Linked DNA regions of Mus musculus: region 2 is linked to region 1. Evidence: chromatin contacts called from public promoter capture Hi-C data. All regions are on one chromosome and are shown on one strand. The core of a region is the stretch at or near the end of the contact, and the rest is flanking DNA. Distances in the headings are between cores, read along the strand shown. Region 1 holds the start of Naip2 (NLR family, apoptosis inhibitory protein 2). Region 2 holds the start of Naip5 (NLR family, apoptosis inhibitory protein 5).

Evidence for each region. Capture Hi-C pulls out chosen DNA fragments and counts their contacts.
Region 2: a promoter capture Hi-C map of adipose tissue shows a contact between it and region 1. The contact joins the promoter of Naip5 here to the promoter of Naip2 in region 1. A contact is called at or near these places in 1 of 484 Hi-C or Micro-C datasets (nephron progenitors), 1 of 115 datasets of contacts at active chromatin or transcription factors (bone marrow-derived macrophages) and 3 of 9 other capture datasets (adipose tissue, liver and pancreatic islet).

What each region holds. Positions count from the first base shown.
Region 1 is chr13:100,199,803-100,205,154 of GRCm38.p6, forward strand. Naip2 (NLR family, apoptosis inhibitory protein 2) reads right to left here and starts at 2,320. Exons shown (of 16, transcript NM_001126182.2): 1 at 2,225-2,320.
Region 2 is chr13:100,245,308-100,250,659 of GRCm38.p6, forward strand. Naip5 (NLR family, apoptosis inhibitory protein 5) reads right to left here and starts at 2,029. Exons shown (of 15, transcript NM_010870.2): 1 at 1,941-2,029; 2 at 325-1,016. The coding sequence starts at 892.

The DNA of each region.
Region 1 (5,352 bases), core at 1,070-3,569:
AAAGAAAAATGTATAGCACTAAGGGCCTACATTAAGAAATCATAAAGAGTACAAATAAATGGCTTAATGGTACAAATAAGAAATTTGGAAAAACAAGAGCAAACCAGGCCCAAACCAGAGACAGAAGAAATAATAAGAACTAGAGCATGAGTTAACGAAATAGAAACAAAGAATCACTAAATCTAAGATCTACTTTTTTGAGAAGATGAACAAGATTGACAGTTCTTTGTCTCAATCCACCAAAAGAACAGGAGAAGAGACACAAATTAATAAAATTAGAGATGAACAGAGAAACACTAAAACAGGCATCAAAAAATTCAGAGCATCATAAGTGAATGCTTTGAAAACTTATGCCACAGTAACTTGGAAAATCTAAAGGAAATGGGAAGATTTCTAGATTCAAACTCTCAAAGTTAGGCCAAGAAGAGATCAATAACCCAAAGAAACCCATAATAAATAAGGAGATCAAATAATAATAAAAATCCTTCTGTGTAAACAGAGCCCAGCTCCAGATAGATTCACAGAAGAATTCTACTGTACTTTCAAAGAACTCCAACCATTACTTTCAAATTATTCAAAGCATAGAGACACTTTCAATCCTCTTCGATTGGTATTTCTTTGGCACCAAAACGACATGGAGACACAGCAACACATCTCATGAGCACAGATGCAAACGTTCTCAATAAGATACTCACAAACCAAATAACAGCACATATCAAAGATTTCCTCCGATACAATCAAATTGGCTTTTACCCCAGAGATGCAGGGATGGCTCTACACTTGTATGTTAACAAATGTAATATAAATCACTGACAAACATTGCATAACCATCTATCATGAGAGATGCAAAAAAGGCCTTTGACAAAATTCAACATGGATTTATGATGAAAGTCCTAGAGAGAGAAAGACTGGAGGGAACACACTTCAACGTAATAAAGCCTGTGGATGACAAACTCATAGCCAACATCATCCTTACAGGACAGGGAAGCTGCACCCATGCACCCATGGTAGCTCAACAATATGGCTGGGTAAACAAGACCTGGAGAAGGACACCTGTATGACATGCCAGTGTGGACAGGGAAAATGTCACAGGGCCTCATCTCTGTAAGAAGAAGTGTAGGCTGCTGGGAGGAGAATTATTCTTCATCAGGGACAAGCCCTTAAAGTGTTATCTAATCACAAGTGCTCAGCCCCAAACACATACACATATGAGCAACAGTAGATGGACTCAGTAAGTGTGTGTGTGTGTGTGTGTGTGTGTGTGTGTGTGTGTGTGTGTGTGTGTGAGATAATTAAAGAAAGGCTCTGGAATTTGAGAGGCAGTTTGGTGGGATGGGAGAGGGGTGGGTTGAAATAATGTAAACAGAGTACTCAGATATGAAGTTATCAAATAATGAAATATAACAAAATGAAGAACACCTTCATATAAGCATATGGCCAATCCACCCACTTCAACACTCTCAAAGGAATATCAAATCTGCTTCTAGGTAGAGTTAAATCTTTCACATCATGCTTTATCAACCTCATTCAATTTGGAATTTTCCTAGCTACTACATTTTTGTGAAAGCTGCGGGTCAGGGCCTTGATTTATAGTGTTTGGCAGCCTCTAAGTTGGCACCATTCTGCCTCAGCTTTTTAAGTGTTGGACTATAAGCATGTGCCACCATACCTGGTCAAGTTGAATCTTTTAAGACAAGGCACACTCTTTCATCAGATAATATCCAGGAGGAGTTTCCTTAGTGAAATAGATACCACATATGACTATCCCTAACAAGGTAAAAACAAAAACAAAAACAAAACCCCTCCTTGTCATAAGTATTAAAATGACCAGCATTGGTCGCCTGGAGTTCTATCAATCCTCAAGTCTTTGACTAGTTATATTTACAGTTGTCTCATGATCTCTCTCTCTTTCTCTCTCTCTCTCTCTCCAAACACACACACACACACACACACACACACACACACACACACACACACACACACACACATCGTTTCCTTAGCAATTAAGAGACAAAGGTCATGTTCTTATCTATAGACACAGTTACCCAACGCTAGCTTCCTGCTCCTTCCCTGTAGAGAGGAGCTGGCCCTGCCTTGACAGACTAAGGCTAGGCTTAGTTACTTTCATTTCCCCTCGCACAGCCTGGAGTTACCTTTTCTGTTGCTGGGATAAAATAACCCTGACAAAAGCAGTTCACAGAAAAGAAGGCTTATTCTGGCTTACAGTATGAAGATCTGTATCTCAAGGTGGCACAGAAGGCTTGGCAGGAGCAGGAAGCCAGCTGGTCACAGTGCATCAGCAGCAAGGGGGCAGAGAAAATGAACAGGAAGTGGCACCAGGCTATAGAGTCTCCAGTGGCCCACACCCTCCACCATGCTCCACCTCTTAAAGGATCCAAACTCTTACCCAGCAGTGTCACCAGCTGGAAACCAAATTCTCAAACCATGAGCTGCCTGTGTGGGTATTTCACATTCAGACCACAGTGTAGGCCCAGACACAGTGTCTTCTACTAACATCTGCATCTGAACACCCTCCTTCCACCCTCTCTTTCCTGTCAACTTTTGTTTTTAATTTTCTAAAATTATTTTATTTACCATGTGTCTATGAACAGGGACTGTTTTTGATCTATCTTAGGAACTCACCAGGATCCAATGGGATCTTCACCTCAATGATTTATTCTAATCAGCTTACATAGATCCCACCTCGAAAACAATCAAGTTTCCACTCCTAGAATAGTACAATGGGTATTCCATTTCAACACCTGATCCTTTGATCCTTTATAGAACTCTCAAATCATCGTGAGATGGCTAATCTTGGTTTTCAACCTTACTACACTTTCAATCAAATAGAATTCAAACTCTGGGCATTTCTGAGAGTAGTTTTGTTGATCAGGTTACTTGAAGGAGGAAGACTCATTCTAACAGTAGGGAGTACTCTCTGGTAGCTGCCCAGATAAAAAGACACAGAAGAAGGACATTGGTGTGCCCTCACTATCACTGGGCAAGTTCATCTATCTTGTTGCTGTGGCACTTCTTCATTGGTATTAGAACCATCTCCTGCATGATTAAAAGGTAGACTGAAACCAGCAGCTTTTCAGGAATCCTCTAGGACTCCAGTGCCAAGTTGAGACTGCTGAGACATCCAGTCTTGTAGACTAAACAACTAACTACCAATTCTCAGCCATTCTAACAATGACTGTCACACACATCATAGGACAATATGTCTCACATAGCCATTGTTAGACTATCCAGACTATATCCTGTATGTCAGTCTCATAAATCCCATGTATTTGGTTATATATCCATATCTATCTATCTATCTATCTATCTATCTATCTATCTATCTATCTATCTACTGTCTGTCTGTCTGTCTGTCTATCTATCTATCTTTAAATGTAGACCTACATCTGTATAGCCTATCAGTTCTATTCCTTTAGAGAACTCTGACTAGAACAGAAGGGAGAGCTTGCTGGGAAAAAGGAGTAACAACTATAAAGCCCCTTGAGTAAGACTATATATAAATATTTTTGTTGCAGGGCATAAGTGAATCAGTCTCAAACTGACTAGGAAACATCCTAGCTTTTACAGTGCCAGAAGATGCTATGCAGACTGCAGGAAGTTGTGAGGAGGGCATCAATGATCTTCTCAGTGCTGGTCTCTGCTTGCTATATCACCACTATTCCACTAGGCCAAGGATTTCTTCTTGTGCAATAATGCCATGTCTTCGATGACATAGCAAACCTCATTCTGATTACATTTGAGGGCAGTCTACTGAAGGGAATTTCCTGCCTGGTTTTGTAATCCTTGTCCAAAGTTCATGGCTGGGGAGGTAGGTCATAGACCCTAGAGTAGACCCACTGTAGCACAAATAGAACACACATGCACACACACACACACACACACACACACACACACACACACACACACAGTCACTCACACCAGTTAATCAGTTAATCTTGAAATGCCTTGGATAACACAATGACTGGGCACTCTTAATTTTTTCTCTACTACCCCAGGCCCAGTCAGGGAAGTGGCCAGAGGAAACTCACATTGCTGGTTGGCTTTACGTCCTCCACTACTGTGCCCCCTTCTCCTCCTCCTGATTCTCTCTCCATCCTTCCCTTGCAATTCTGTGTCTTTCCCTGTCATCAGCTATTGGCTACTGGCATCTCTATTGATAGACCAAAATCCAATTAGGAGCAAGGACCTTCAGCCCCAGTAAATACAGATTCCTGATCAAAGAATCAGGACCACCCTTTACACACCACTATTGCTCTTTTGCTGGCTGGCTATGTTGTTTAAGGTCTTTTTAAATATTTCTGTTTATACTTGTAGACCCAGGCTCCTCCAACCTTAGTTAGAGAAACTTCTTTTTGCAGCCAGTAGCAGTTGATGTTGAGATGTGTAACTCATCAATGTGCTGAGAGTAAGTGCATTAGTTGGGGTTCTCTAAGGTAACAGAACTAATAGTTCACACACACACACACACACACACACACACTCACACTCAATTTAGTGGCTTACAGGCTGTTGATCAGTTCATCTAGTTCAACAATAACTGTTCCTTCTCACAAAGGCCAATAATCTGGTTCAGTCTACAAGGCTGGAAGCCTCAGCTGCTCATCAGTCTACACTGGAATCCCCAAGAAGAAAGTTCTAGTACTAGTGAAGGAATGCCTCAGCAACAGGATAGATGGAACTTTTTTTTTCCAGTAAAAGTGAGGGGAAGCAGGATTAAAGCAAAAAACATCCTTCTTTCGTGTCTTTTATGTAGGTTGACACTTGAAGGCATGGCCCTGATTTAGGGTGGTTCTTCCCACTATAAGCAATCCAATCAAGAAAATCCATTACAGTTGTACCCAGCTGTTTGACTTTTATATAATTCCAGATGTAACAAAATTAACAGCCAAGATTAGTCATTATAGTAAGAGATTGAGTGCTGATCCCTAAATGGCATGTCTTTCCTGGTGCCTCCCCCTGTACTACCAAGGCTCAAGAATGTTGTGGAAGAGGGGTTAAAAATGATGTAAGAGAGGGATGATGGGGAGGAGTGCCATGAAGTGAAAACCACCGAATTTGATGTGACTATTGCACTCATGAACTCACACCAGCTGTGGTTAATGGCACAAGATCTACACATAACCAGTTCAGTTAAAATTCTCTCATGGATGAATGTCTTCTCTGGCCCTCATTCCTCACTGAAGAGCTGTAGGCAGTTGATAAATGCAGGAGGAAGGAGAATCATTCTTTTTTTTTTTTCAAAATGTGTAGCCACTGATAGTTTTCCCAAGCTCCAGTTGATGGTCCCATACCCACACTCATATGGACAGCACTAATTGACTTAGTGGGAGG
Region 2 (5,352 bases), core at 779-3,278, 45 kb after region 1:
TGTAGCACTCAGCCATACCCTCAGCCCACTGCTGGTACATTTAAGGTCTATATTTGAAGAAAAGTTACATTTTACTTTAATACACAGGCAAATACATGGCTGCATGTGTGTGTATATGTATAGATATATAGCAAACCAATAATGCTACACTAAATATATATTAAAGCAGAAGGAAAATTGTTACACTTAAAATTTAATGAACTACATCTTATGTCTAATATAACACTCTTCATCAGTGAATGCTCATTTACAAAATATTGCTCACAAAATGGAACCTAAACTTTAAATACCTCAGAAATGCCTCACAAAATGGAATCCACTTACCTGTAAAGACAAAGCCAGCTGCTGAGAGTACACGTGGTGATGTCCCATGGGCATAAAATGGCCAGTCCTCAAAGGACTCCAGTCTGGCCTCCTCTTCATGGTACCTGGCTTTGCCACCTCTCAGCATCTTCTCTGGCCTCTTCACCCGGATGTCATACTTGCCAATGTTACCAACATCTTTGCCCTGAAGGAACTCACATTCCGGACGTAATTTCTTGTGTCTCTCTATGGGAAGCTTCCTGAGGCTGTTACCAAAGAGGATCAAGCTACAGCAAAAGCACTGAACGCCAAGTCTCACCCCTGTGTGGTAAAACCCAGCAGCTGCCATCTCCTGTGGCGTCCATGATCTGAACGTGTCATAGGTCTCAAAGGTCTTTAGTCGTTTGGCTTCACTGCGCATCTGTGAGTTAAAACCTTTCTTCATTTTCATCCGTTCTTTATGCTCTTCTTCTTCTTGGCTCTTTGCCACCTGAAATGCATCCACCCCGAGAAGAGCAGAGAGCTCGGGGAGAAATTCATAATCAATCTCAGAAATCCGATCCTCGGAGGACTCCCCATGCTCAGCCATTTTCTAAAGGGGAAAGGTGAGCAGTTGTTGGGTGTTCGAGGCAGCTCTCATGTTCTTATGATGAGCACAATGACCAAAGCTTCACAGGGGGTGGGGTTTATTTCTCCTCCCAAGCGTGGTTCATCTGCAAGGGAAGTCAAGGCTGGAAGAACTGGAGGCAAGAGCTAGTGCAGAGATTGTGGAAGGATGCTGCTCACAGGCTTACTCTCTGTGGTTTCTTACCTTGCTTTCTTTCTGGTTTTAATTATCTATTTATTTTGGTTTTCAAGGCAAGCTTTCTCTGTGTGGCCCTGGCTATCCTGGAACTCATTCTGTAGATCAGGGAGGCATCAAATTCAGAGATTTTCCTGCCTCTGCCTCCGGAATGCTGGGATTAAAGGTTTGTGCCAGGATGCCACACTTAGCCCAGGGGTCGCACCACTGCCCTCTCTCATCAATTTCCAACCAAGAAAAATGTCACCGCACCCCCACCGCCACCCCTGTTACTGCATACACCCAATCAATCTGATGGAAACAATTCCTGTTTCTGCCCTCCAGGTTCTGGGATTAGCAGGTATGTGCCATACCTAACTAAAATGAGACTTTCAAACAAAGCATACTCTTTCATATAACACCTAGAGGAGGGTTCCATCTTGCAGTGCTGACACATTTGATGCCACCAATGCACAGTAAAGAGTTCTCATGACTGTACAACCCCTCCCAGCAATGGTTGCCTGGAGTTCTGTCAACCCCCAGGCTCCTCAGCGCTTTGACTAGTTATTTCTACCCTTGTGTCCTGATGCATCCCTGCCGTCCCTGACATACACACTTACAGTCTCCTTTGTAATTGTGAGACAAAGGTCATGTTCTTATCTATAGACACAGTTACCCAACGCTAGCTTCCTGCTCCTTCCCTGTAGAGAAGGGGCTGGCCCTGCCTTGACAGACTAAGGCTAGGCTTAGTTACTTTCATTTCCCCTCGCACAGCCTGGAGTTACCTTTTCTGTTGCTGGGATAAAATAACCCTGACAAAAGCAGTTCACAGAAGAGAAGGCTTATTCTGGCTTACACTCTGAAGATCTGTATCTCAAGGTGGCATGGAAGGCTTGGCAGGATCAGGAAGCCAGCTGGTCACAGAGCATCAGCAGCAAGGGGGCAGTGAAAGCAAATAGGAAGTGGCACCAGGCTATAGAGTCTCCAGTGGTCCACTCCCTTCACCATGCCCCGCCTCTTAAAGGATCCAAACTCTTTTTATTATTATTATTAGATATTTTCCTTATTTACATTTCAAATGCTATCCCAAAAGTTCCCTATACCCCCCCCCCTGCCCTGCTCCCCTACCCACCCACTCCCACCTCTTGTCCCTGGAGTTCCCCTGTACTGGGGCATATAAAGTTTGCAAGACCTAGGGGCCTCTCTTCCCAATGATGGCTGACTAGGCCATCTTCTGTTACATATGCAGCTAGAGACACAAGCTCTGGGGGTACTGGTTAGTTCATATTGTTGTTCCACCTCTAGGGTTGCAGACCCCTTCAGCTCCTTGGGTAATTTCTCTAGCTCCTCCTTTGGGGGCCCTGTGTTCCATTCTATAGATGACTGTGAGCATCCACTTCTGTATTTGCCAGACACTGGCATAGCCTCACTGGAGATAGCTATTACAGGGTCCTTTCAGCAAAATCTTCCTGGCATATGGCTGTCTGGGTTTGGAGGCTGATTATGGGATGGATCCCCTGGTGGAGTAGTCTCTGGATGGTCCATCCTTTTGTCCTAGCTCCAAACTTTGTCTCTGTAACTTCTTCCCTGGTTGTTTTGTTCCCTATTATAAGGAGGAATGAAGTTTCCACACTTTGGTCTTCGTTCTTCTTGATTTTCTTGTGTTTTGCAAATTGTATCTTCAGTTTTCTAAGTTTCTGGGCTAATATCCACTTAACAGTGAGTGCATATCAAGTGACTTCTTTTGTGATTGCGTTACCTCACTAAGGAGGATATCCTCCAGATACATCCATTTGCCCAAGAATTTCATAAATTCGTTGTTTTTAATAGCTGAGTAGCACTCTGTTGTGTAAATGTACCACATTTTTTTGTATCCATTCCTCTGTTGAGGGACAGCTGGGTTCTTTCCAGCTTCTGGCTATTATAAATAAGACTGCTATGAACATAGTGGAGCCTGTGTCCTTATTACCAGTTGGAACATCTTCTGGGTCTATGCCCAGGAGAGGTATTGCTGGATCTTCTGGTAGTACTATGTCCAATTTTCTGAGGAACTGCTAGACTGATTTCCAGAGTGGTTGAACAAGCTTGCAATCCCACCAGCAGTGGAGGAGTGTTCCTCTTTCTCCACATCCTTGTCAGCATCTGTTGTCACATGAATTTTTGATCTTAGCCATTCTGACTGGAGTGAGTTGTAATCTCAAGGTTGTTTTGATTTGCATTTCCCTGATGATTAAGGATGTTGAACATTTTTTTCAGGTGCTTCTCAGGCCTTCGGTATTCCTCACTTGAGAATTCATTGTTTAGTTCTGTACCCCATTTTTAATGGGGTTATTTGAATTTCTGGAGTCCAGCTTCTTGAGCTCTTTGTATATATTGGATATTAGTCCCCTATCCGATTTATGATTGGTAAAAATCCTTTCCCAATCTGTTTGTGGCCTTTTTGTCTTATTGACAGTGTCTTTTGCCTTACAGTTTTGCAATTTCATGAGGTCCCATTTGTCAATTCTTGATCTTACAGCACAGTCCATTGCTGTTCTATTCAGGAATTTTCCCCCGGTGCCCATATCTTCGAGGCTTTCCCCCACTTTCTCCTCTATAAATTTCAGTGTCTCTGGTTTTATGTGGAGTTCTTTGATCCACTTAGACTTTAGCTTTGTACAAGGAGATAAGAATGCATCAATTCACATTCTTCTACATGATAACCGCCAGTTGTGCCAGCACCATTTGTTGAAAATGCTGTCTTTTTCCCACTGGATGGTTTTAGTCCCTTGTCAAAGATCAAGTGACCATAGGTGTATGTATTCATTTCTGGGTCTTCAATTCTATTCCATTGTTCTACCTGTCTGTCACTGTACCAGTACCATGCATTTTTTTTTATCACAATTGCTCTGGTCAGGGATGGTGATTCCACCAGAGGTTCTTTAATTGTTGAGAATAGTTTTTGCCATCCTAGGTTTTTTAATCATTCCAGATGAATTTGAAAATTGCCCTTTCTAACTCAGTGAAGAATTGAGTTGGAATTTTGATGGGGATTGCATTGAATCTGTAGATTGCTTTCAGCAGGATAGCCATTTTGACTATATTAATCCTGCCAATTCATGAGCATGGGAGTTCTTTCCATCTTCTGAGATCTTCTTTAATTTCTTTCTTCAGAGACATGAAGTTCTTATCATACAGAACTTTCACTTCCTTAGTTAGAGTCACACCAAAGTATTTTATGTTATTTGTGACTGTTGAGAAGGGTGTTGTTTCCCCAATTTCTTTCTCAGCCTGTTTATCCTTTGTGTAGAGAAAGGCCACTGATTTATTTGAGTTAATTTTATATCCAGCTCCTTCACTGAAGCTGTTTATCAGGTTTAGGAATTCTCTGGTGCAATTTTTAGGGTCACTTATATATACTATGATATCATCTGCAAATAGTGATATTTTGACTTCTTCCTTTCCAATTTGTATCCCCTTGATCTCCTTTTGTTGTGGAATTGCTCTGGCTAGGAATTCAAGACAATGCTGAATAGGTAGGGAGAAAGTGGGCAGCCTTGTCTAGTCCCTGATTTTAGAGGGATTGCTTCCAGCTTCTCTCCATTTACTTTGATGTTGGCTATTGGTTTGCTGTAGATTGCTTTTATTATGTTTAGGTATGGGCCTTGAATTCCTGATCTTTCCAAAACTTTTATCATGAATGGATGTTGGATTTTGTCAAATGCTTTCTCGGCATCTAGTGAAATGATCATGTGCTTTTTGTCTTTGAATTTGTTTATAAAGTGAATTACATAGGATCCAAACTCTTAGCCAGTAGTGCCACCAGCTGGAAACCAAATTCTCAAATCATGAACTGCCTATGTGGGCATTTCACATTCAGACCACAGCATGAGCCAAGACACAGAGTTCTCCACTAACATCGGTATCTGACTACCTGCCTCACAACCTTTCCTTTCTTTCCTGAAAAATATTTATAAATCTTATTTTTACTGTGCATGTTTGTGTTTTGCTCACGCGCGCACATGTATATTAATTAAAGTTTCTCTATTATGATGAAACACTATGACCAAAGCAACTTGGGGAGGAGAGGGTTTATTTTGCTCACAGTTTCATTTAACAGTTATTCATCAAAAGCAATGAGAGCAGCAACTCACACAGGGCAGGAACTTGGAGAAAGAAGCTGATGTAGAGGTCGTGGAGGGGTGATACTCGTCTGCTACCTCAAGCTAGCTCAACCTGTTGTCTTATTGAACTCAGGATGACAAGCCCATGGGTAGCACCACCCTCAG